Linked DNA regions of Oryzias latipes: region 2 is linked to region 1. A link is a contact called in public Hi-C data. All regions are on one chromosome and are shown on one strand. The core of a region is the stretch at or near the end of the contact, and the rest is flanking DNA. Distances in the headings are between cores, read along the strand shown. Region 1 overlaps rassf3 (ras association domain-containing protein 3). Region 2 holds the start of LOC101166676 (adipocyte plasma membrane-associated protein-like).

Evidence for each region. Hi-C and Micro-C count contacts between places; a contact is called where the count stands out from the background.
Region 2: a contact with region 1 is called in a Hi-C map of embryo, with 2.0 times the contacts expected there. The contact joins the promoter of LOC101166676 here to the enhancer-like site in region 1. A contact is called at or near these places in 4 of 5 Hi-C or Micro-C datasets (embryo, fibroblasts and gastrula embryo).

The regions. Positions count from the first base shown.
Region 1 is chr23:20,729,213-20,733,589 of ASM223467v1, reverse strand. The region is part of intron 1 of rassf3 (ras association domain-containing protein 3); the gene reads right to left. Among protein-coding and RNA genes, the nearest start is that of rassf3, 3.8 kb to the right of the region's middle. Within about 2 kb of position 1,964, at least 4 of the 8 cell types and tissues checked have an H3K27ac peak or open chromatin away from gene starts, as enhancers often do. A contact at or near this core is called in embryo, where this site is marked.
Region 2 is chr23:20,786,444-20,790,820 of ASM223467v1, reverse strand. LOC101166676 (adipocyte plasma membrane-associated protein-like) reads right to left here and starts at 1,797. Exons shown (of 9, transcript XM_011491297.3): 1 at 1,690-1,797; 2 at 850-988; 3 at 665-786; 4 at 459-560. The coding sequence starts at 1,702.

The sequences.
Region 1 (4,377 bases), core at 715-3,214:
TGTCTCTTCTCGCACCGAGTCTATAATGAAGTCTGTGTTTACAGAGACGGATTCAAACGCTGCCCAGCGATTCTTAGAGCTCCGCTGCAGAAAAACAGCCTTCAGAGCACAAACAGAAGGCTGGAATTCACAAAATGAAGCTGAGCTGGCTGTGAGTGAGAAAATTCAAAATACTAACCACTAATAGCAGGAAAATACGAGGGTTTGATCTCTTCTTCCTTGCCTTCAATGGTTTGATTTACCGCAGAATACACCACAGAACTCGATAAAAATTATTAAGGACTTTGGCTTATTTTTTTAATCTATACTATTCTAAACATATAGTTTCAAATTGAGTTACTTTCTGTATTTTACTGCAATGAATGGATTTGTTCTCTAATTAAATGCTAAAAGGATTCAGAATTATTTCACGCTCCACCACAGCAGGTAGTGAGACGTTCTACCCCAGCAGGTAGTGAGACGTTCCATCACAGCAGAGGGGTGAGACGTTCTACCACAGCAGATGGGGAGACGCTCCACCACAGCAGGTAGTGAGACGTTCTACCCCAGCAGAGGGGTGAGAGGCTCCACCATCGCAGAGGGGTGAGACGCTCCACCACAGCAGGTAGTGAGACGTTCCATCACAGCAGAGGGGTGAGACGTTCTACCACAGCAGGTAGTGAGACGTTCTACCCCAGCAGAGGGGTGAGAGGCTCCACCCCAGCAGAGGGGTGAGACGTTCTACCACAGCAGGTAGTGAGACGTTCTACCACAGCAGAGCGGTGAGACGTTCTACCACAGCAGAGGGGGAGACACTCTACCACAACAGTGGGGGGAGATGTTGTTCCACAGCAGATGGGTGAGACGCTCCACCACAGCAGATAGGTGAGACGCTCCACTATAGCAGAAGGGTGAGATGTCCTTCCACAGCAGTGGGGGGAGACGCTCTACCACAGCAGGTAGTGAGACGCTCTACCACAGCAGAGGGGTGAGACCGTCTACCACAGCAGAGGGGGAGACACTCTACCACAGCAGGTAGTGAGACGTTCTACCCCAGCAGAGGGGTGAGACGCTCTACCACAGCAGGTAGTCAGATGTTCTACCCCAGCAGAGGGGTGAGACGTTCTACCACAGCAGAGGGGGGAGATGTTGTTCCACAGAAGATGGGTGAGACGCTCCACCACAGCAGATAGGTGAGACGCTCCACTATAGCAGAAGGGTGAGATGTTCTTCCACAGCAGTGGGGGGAGACGCTCTACCACAGCAGGTAGTGAGACGCTCTACCACAGCAGAGGGGTGAGACCGTCTACCACAGCAGAGGGGTGAGTCACTCTTCCACAGCAGATGGGGAGACGCTCTATGCAGGTGCAGCTTTTTTTTTCCAAGTCTGGACTTCTTTTCACACAAATCCCAAAAGAAAACGTGTTGATAGAGGTTTAAAGTGTGCAAAGGCGGCGTTGAACCCTCGCCATGCTGCTTCACAGTTGCTATGACATGAACTCAGGTATTTTATCACAGAATTGGGACATAAGCCCTCTACAATAAATGTAGCCACAAAAAGTATGAAGGCAGCAGAGCGCATGTTTGCACAGCTGTCCTCACTGAGACGCTGTGAAATTCATCTGAACCGCCGGATTCAAACTGTAACCAAAGACGTTCCCTGCCAAGCGTGCCCATCTAACCTTAACTTTATACAGAGGTTTGTAGTCATGACAACGAGAAAAAATAAAAGTCAGAACCAGAACATGGGCCGCTGAGCCAGGGACTCACCGCCGCTCCTGCACAGCCACCGGACCTCCAGGCGTCCGGAGCGCCGCAGTACTTTGGAGAAACGGTCGAAGTAGCGTGAAAGTCTGCGGGCCGTCCTGCCAGCGATCTGGACAAACCCCATCCTGAAGCTAATCCGCCTGCAGTTCAGGACTTCTGTTTGAAAGCACACTGAAGAGGAGCGTCCTCCCTCCCCGGTGTGTGTGAGGTCCCCGAGGGGGGGTGTATCACCGTCCACTGTGGGTGGGGCCCCCAGCAGCTGACAGACACGCAGAAGGAAGGCGGGCGGGCTCCAGAATTTCTCACTGAGGTTTGAAATCGGCCGCGCTGGCGTGAAAGCGCCTGGTCCACAATGATGTTCTGACTGTTCCTTTAAGGTCCTCATCTCCTTCTGTACGTTTTACTGCTTTTAAATAAAGGTTTTACATTTGAATCTATTGATCAGTAAAACGGATAGATGTTGTTTATCAGTATCCAGATTTATTTTGTCAAAATCTCTGTCAGTTTTCTCCCTTTTCTGATGTTTTTCTCTTGTCTTCTGTATCTTTAGTTCCTTTTTTTCATAGAAAATCTACTAAAACCATTTTTTTAAATTTTCTAATTATTTTAGTTATATATGGTTTATATATATCTCTTAGTTTTTATAATAACTTTTATTTGTTTCAGTGTCCGTCCAGGTTTGCAAATCAGGAAAGCTCAGACGAGGCTGGAGATCTGGTTACACAGAAGCTTTCTCTTTCAGCCCATCATTAATGAAGAGACCGGAATCGAACAGCGAACCCAAACGGATGAAGACCCTCGGCTCTGATGGAAGGTTTCTGTTTCCTCGTGGATCAGCAACAGTTTAATCCTGTTAAAAGTTTGCAGGTTTTTCCTCCGGTCAGGACCGGCTGGACGGGTTCTTCCTTCCTGCTGGCAGAGGATTTTTTGTTCCTCTGAGGGATCAAACTGTAAAGACGCTTCCGTGCGGGAGGAACGTCCTGCACCCGAGACGGAAACTAAAGACATCTCTTGGTGGATCTTTTTATCCAAAGACCCACAAACTATTTGTGTTTGTAACAAAAGCAGAACCTGATCCAGAACAGTCACTACGGACATGTTGTCGGCCTTCCATGATGCACGCGTGATGTCGTCCATGTGTTCAGATGTCCGTCGATGCATGAATTCGGTTTTCAGCAGTTTGACTTTTTTACGCAGTTTTTACGTAGTTTGTATCCAAATCTTACGCAATCGTGCATGATTTTTGCAAGATGCGTAAACAAATTTGTGGCTTTCCACGACCGTTCCACATATGTCCAACAGACTTTTCACGCATGAACCACAGATTATTTTATTGATCTTCTAAACCCGTTTTGTCCCTTTTGGGGTCACCCGAGCCTATTCCGGCCACTCCTGGACGGTGGGAGGAAGCCGAAGTCCCCGGAGAAAATCCACGCACGAGAACACGGCCTTTGACGCAAAGATCCATAAATTCCTCCTGAAAGGCTGTTAAGGAGCGCAAAACAATAAGGCTGAAGGCCGATCATAGGCTACGTTCACGCTGCAGGGTTTAATGCTCAAAAAATTTTTTTTGCAAGGCCGTTCACATTTCCTATTAAATGTGAATTTTTGTGATCCCCTCTGTGGCCGTGAAATGACCCAGATTGCGTTCGAACGGATTAATTATTGCGTTCGTACAGGTTAATCATTTCGAGGGAACGGGATAGTATTTCGAGTGAAGGGAATAGTATTTTGAGGGAACGACATAATAATCTGTGGGAACAAGATATTAATCTGTGGGAACAAGATATATTTTAATATCTTTATGTCAGGACACGGGCTCCGTAAGATACAGGTCACATAGGGGCAAAAGAAAATCGGAATTGGGTCCTTTCAGTCTGCAGTGTGAACATTGCCTTACTTTTTCTTTATTGGTCTGAAATAATCAGGTGTGGAGTACCTCAGGGTTTGATACTACGACCTCTGATAGTTAACAAATCAAACAACTCGAGATTCAAGGTGTTAAAGCCATTAAGCACGATTATAGTTTAACCTTTACCAGGTGAGAATCTCACATGACACTCATATTTTTAAGCCGTATTTAGCTTTTTACACATGTACAATGACTACATTTCCTACATTTCATAACCGAAAAACAAATATATGATTTTTAGGGTATTTTTTGTGTTTTTTTGTTTTTTTCTCACTGAAAACTGTTGATCCAACAGAATCGAAAAGACTTAAATTGAATCAGTGCACCTGCTCGAAGGATTTATCCCTTTGAACCGATATAACCAACATTCGGTTTGTCTGTAATCTGTTCATGAGTGACTGTTTGTGAGGTAGTAAATGGATCATTTTTGGTACGATGGAGGAAGAGTTACACGTCTGCAGAGAGGACAACAACGACTGCATTGCGCAGACCGACCATCTGCAGACATCATGAAGGTCTGACGCAGTCATGGATCCATCCATCCATCTTCTCAACCCTCTACGGGTTGCTGGAGCCTATCCCATCTAGTGCTGCGTGAAGGCGGGGTTCCCCCTAAACAGTCTGTCACGCAATTTAGAATAACCAATCAACCTATGAAGCAGCCGGGATTCGAACCTTCTCGCTTTGAGGCGAGAGTGCTAACCACTCTACCATCATGC
Region 2 (4,377 bases), core at 548-3,047, 57 kb before region 1:
AACATGCCAACGTTGGGAGTGGGGTCATCTAGACCCCCCAAAAGACAGGTATCAGCTTGTTCAGTGCCTCCAAGGCACATTAACGTTGGGAGTAGGGTCATCTGGACCCCACAAGATACCAACTCTGATGAAAATGGTGTTTTTAACATGTTCTTGTGGCATCTTCCTGATGACAGACGACATATATAAAGAAGACTAAGATTAAAATTGTATTTCCGAGTATTACAGATGGACGATGGGGAAGGGGGCGGGCTTACTCTAGACCCACAACTCAGAAGTGAGTTTCTAATGACATCCTGCCGCTCTGTAGGAACTATGACCACACGGGTTGTTTTAATTCAAAACAGGCCAAAAGGTGATCAGGGTCGGTTTTCAAGGAACCAAATTGCAGATTTCACTGGTTGACTACAAAACTGGGAGCGTGCGGGCGTCCCCAAAAAGAACCAAGCAGAACAAACCACATTCAGGCAGGTTCTGTCCCATCTGCGTGATGAAGGTGAGGTTGTCATCGGGGCTGATCCTCCACAGCTTCCCGTCCACAGTTCCCGTGTAAACGTTGCCTAAAACGCCAAATGGAGAGTCTCTAAACCAGCTAAGGGCAGTTTAACGGTATTTGACAAACAGAAGTTCTCAATCCAGTTCAGACAAGTCGTTGGGGACTCACCGTCCTCATCAGCAGTAAAGGATTCTGGTCCGTGTAGTTTCCCGGTGAACAGCCGGCGCCCCTTCTGGAGAAGGGTGTTCGTGGCCAGTGGCCCCTCCAGAGTGGGCGGGGGCCCCTTCAGGCTTACGGAACAAAAAAAACCTTTCATCTGCGTATCGGCTGATGACAGAAAGGTGTGAACTCACCTGTGGGGTTTGGGATCTATGGGAGACGGCAGGAGGTAAACCCCAACAGCCACAGCCAGCAGAGCCGCCAGCAGCGATCTCCTCGCAAAGCTGGCCATGAAGGCACCACGAAAACCTGACGTCTTCTGATGCTTTTTTACTGCAGGAAAATGAGTTGGAAAAGGTGCATTCAAATACCAACATGTGCGCTGACAGCTGAGGTGACCTTTGACTTCAGTCTGGCAACAAAATGAGCTTTTATTGTGAAAACGGAGAAAACTCATCTGGGAAAGGACAAAATAGCTGTCAGAACACCTAAAAGATTAGTTTGAAAAATGTAATCTCGCTTGCAAGTGTTAAAATAAAAATGTAGTTTTGAAAATTCCCAGTTTCTTATCTGTAGATTTGCAGAGAAATCTGGAAAAATCAAAACCTCCAGGGGTCTGATAAAAAAAAAAGAAGTTTCTGTTAATTTGAGTTAAAATGACGCAGATTTCTTAATATTATTAAACATTAAATGTTAAAACAAATTCTGTCCACAAAGATTTATGAGGCCGTCATGTCATGACTCCTGAAAATAACTTTTTCTGGACCAAAGTGGTGCGTTCAAGTACGCATTCAGTTTCCCCGCATTTGTTCAACAGGTGCCGCCTAAAATGAAGAAATAAGGAAAAATAAAAGAAAGTTGCTAAAAGTTTCGCGCTTAGTGAGTTTTACACGAACGGAAAATGTTTAATGGCGCCCGTCGGTTAAATGTCTGACAATTTTTAAATTTAAGACTGTCGCAATGAAATGTCCCCAAAAAGCGAAGGCGCTTTTGGAGACTTTTATTTTTTTTACATAAATATAATTCCGACTTACACGGCGGAGTCATAGGAGCGTCCCTCTTTCTCGGACTGAGCCCGAAGACGGCGTTTGTGTGCAAATAAAACCGTAAACCGGCCGGCGCGTGCTCTAGTACTTCCGGCGGAGTGACAAAATAAAAGGAGAACCGAAGAACACCCCGTTTCTTCACTCATATTTATCGTCCGCCATGTTTCTCGAAGGGAAAAAGCTTAAAATGATAAATTTCTGAACTTTATTATTAAAATTATAATTGTTTGGCACATATTTTTATTGGTTTCTACACATATCTAAATACATATTGGCTATAAAATAACGCCTGTTTAGATTTTAGACAAATAAAAATTAGCTATATTTGGAACATACCATTCAGTTTTAATGAAGTCTTTGGGATTTTTCTTCAAAATCAAACTATACGGAAAAAAACACAATTCAAAGTAGCATTCTACCATCAGCTAATTTAAAAGCCTGTAATTGTACATTTATAGTTTAATTAAAAGTAACAAAACACAATTTCTTTTCAAACAGTACCTCACTTAACTTGGGCTGGTCCAGTATGAATCAACTGTTAACATTTCAGAATGAATAATGGCAAAATTACTATTATTACTACTATTATTATTATCATTGTTGTTATTTATTTAGTACAATTCAAAACTTTTAGACTTGATCATTAAAACATTTCTTCACAATCCTTCAAAAATTATTAAACTGCATTTTATGTTTTTCATTAACCTTTTAATCTAAAACACTTTTAAACGTTTCTGAACAGTAACTGTATTTAGGTCACGTACAACACACTAGATGAGAATGTGTAATCCTGCACATTGGATTCCACAACGTAAATTAGTTTTAAAGTGGGAGTGGCTTGCTGAACAAAATTAGCTCCGCCCATTTCAACAGTATGCCGAAAAGGGCCTTCGGGCTGGACCCAGCGAATTTAGAGTTCTGTTTGCTCCACCCATACATTTAACCATTTGCCCTTTAAAAAATGTATTTATGATCATTTGGTCTTAAATGAGACTTTTACTTTGAAGGCCGTCCTGTGAGTGTTTGGGCTTGAGTGTCTCCCCTTTTTCTGTCTGTGGGTTAGTGTTTTGTTAAGAGTGGGTCAGACAGAGGTCAGGGGGGAGGAGCTTCTGCTCCAAGCAACAGTCCTGCCAACAGGCTGGCTACAACAACACAACAGAGTTCAGTAAAAACATGACGAATCTTTCCGACTGTTGACACAAAGGAGTAAAAACAGAGATTTTAGCACGTCTGTCGTCATTCTGCAGGATTTTAAACCTGTTTTAACATCAATTTGAGGAGCAGGAAGAGCCGTTCCACTTCACACCACCAAGGTGACGGCTACGGATTTCCTGAACACGTTTAAAATCTTCACCTAGCTGGAAAAAACCTTGATCTCAGTCAACCGCAGAGCATCAGAGAATCAATAAAACTAAACTGTTTAAGAACTGTCTTTGTTTTATTATGGTGTCTTAGTTACTTGAATGCAAACCTGTGCATTTTTATGATATTATTAATTCTATTTTTAATAGAATGTTTTAAAACATGTATGCTTTTAGGCAACCTTAGTATACCATATGAGTAAATAAACGGGTAAAATAACTGAATTAAGTGTCATTAACATATTTTTCTTTTTGCTAAAATAAAAGTTTTCAATCCAATGACTCTTTGCATAGGTTTAAAGCAAACCCATGAAAAAAAATGTAGGATTTTTTTTTTCCATTAGAAAAAATGAAAAAAGTTGCGTGATAACAGAGTTAAATGTAAATAGAAAATGTATATATATTTGCATCTACAGAGCCCCTAAAGGGGCAATCCAAGTACAAAGTTAAAAATTCTGGTTACTTTCATGTTTTTGTTGTTAACTTATTTGTCTCTTTCGGGGCTCCGTATATTTCATCTCAATCACTAAAAAAGAAATAATTGTTTTTACTTCTTTAAAAAAAAAAAAAAAAATCCAAAAAGCTGTTCACATTTGCTGTTCCTTGTGACGTCACACCGCCACTATATTTTGCTAAGGCTGTATTTTACAGAACCTTAGAAATAGGAAATGAAAATAGATTAGACTAGAAATCATTCAAGTAAACTAGTGATTGCATTCTTTAAGTTGAACATTTAAATAAATGAAATAGTTGGGGCACAAACTTAAAGCTTGCAAGTCTTGGCTTTGAAACTAGAGCAGGAACCTTTTCTAAATACTGCAGCTTTTCTATATAAACTATTTCTACAAACATCACATGAAAAAAGATGAATTGCAGAAAGTTTTCCCACAAAAAAGATGCTATATTTTAAATGACAAAAGGTTATAGGTAAATCATATTTACAGTTTAGGTTTTAATGAAGTATTAACAACTTTTAACTTTTGAAACAGTAACATTTTTTTTTTTAGTAAAAAAAATGTAATACAACAAAAATGTTGATTTGGAAAAAATAAAAATAAAGTAAATAAAGGTTGGAAACCCTAATAGCAAAATCACCGACTCAATTATTTTTGACATTAAATATTAAAACCAACCTAAAATGTGCCGAGTATCCGAATTTATACTATCGGCTCTGCATAAATGGAGAGTCCAGGTTTGCACTGAGAGAATATTTGATGTGGTCAAACAGAAAACAGGAATTGTGAGAATCTTGCATCACACTTTACGTCTGCAACAAAGAGTAGAAGCGCAATAAAAAGAAAAAGTCTAAATGTGT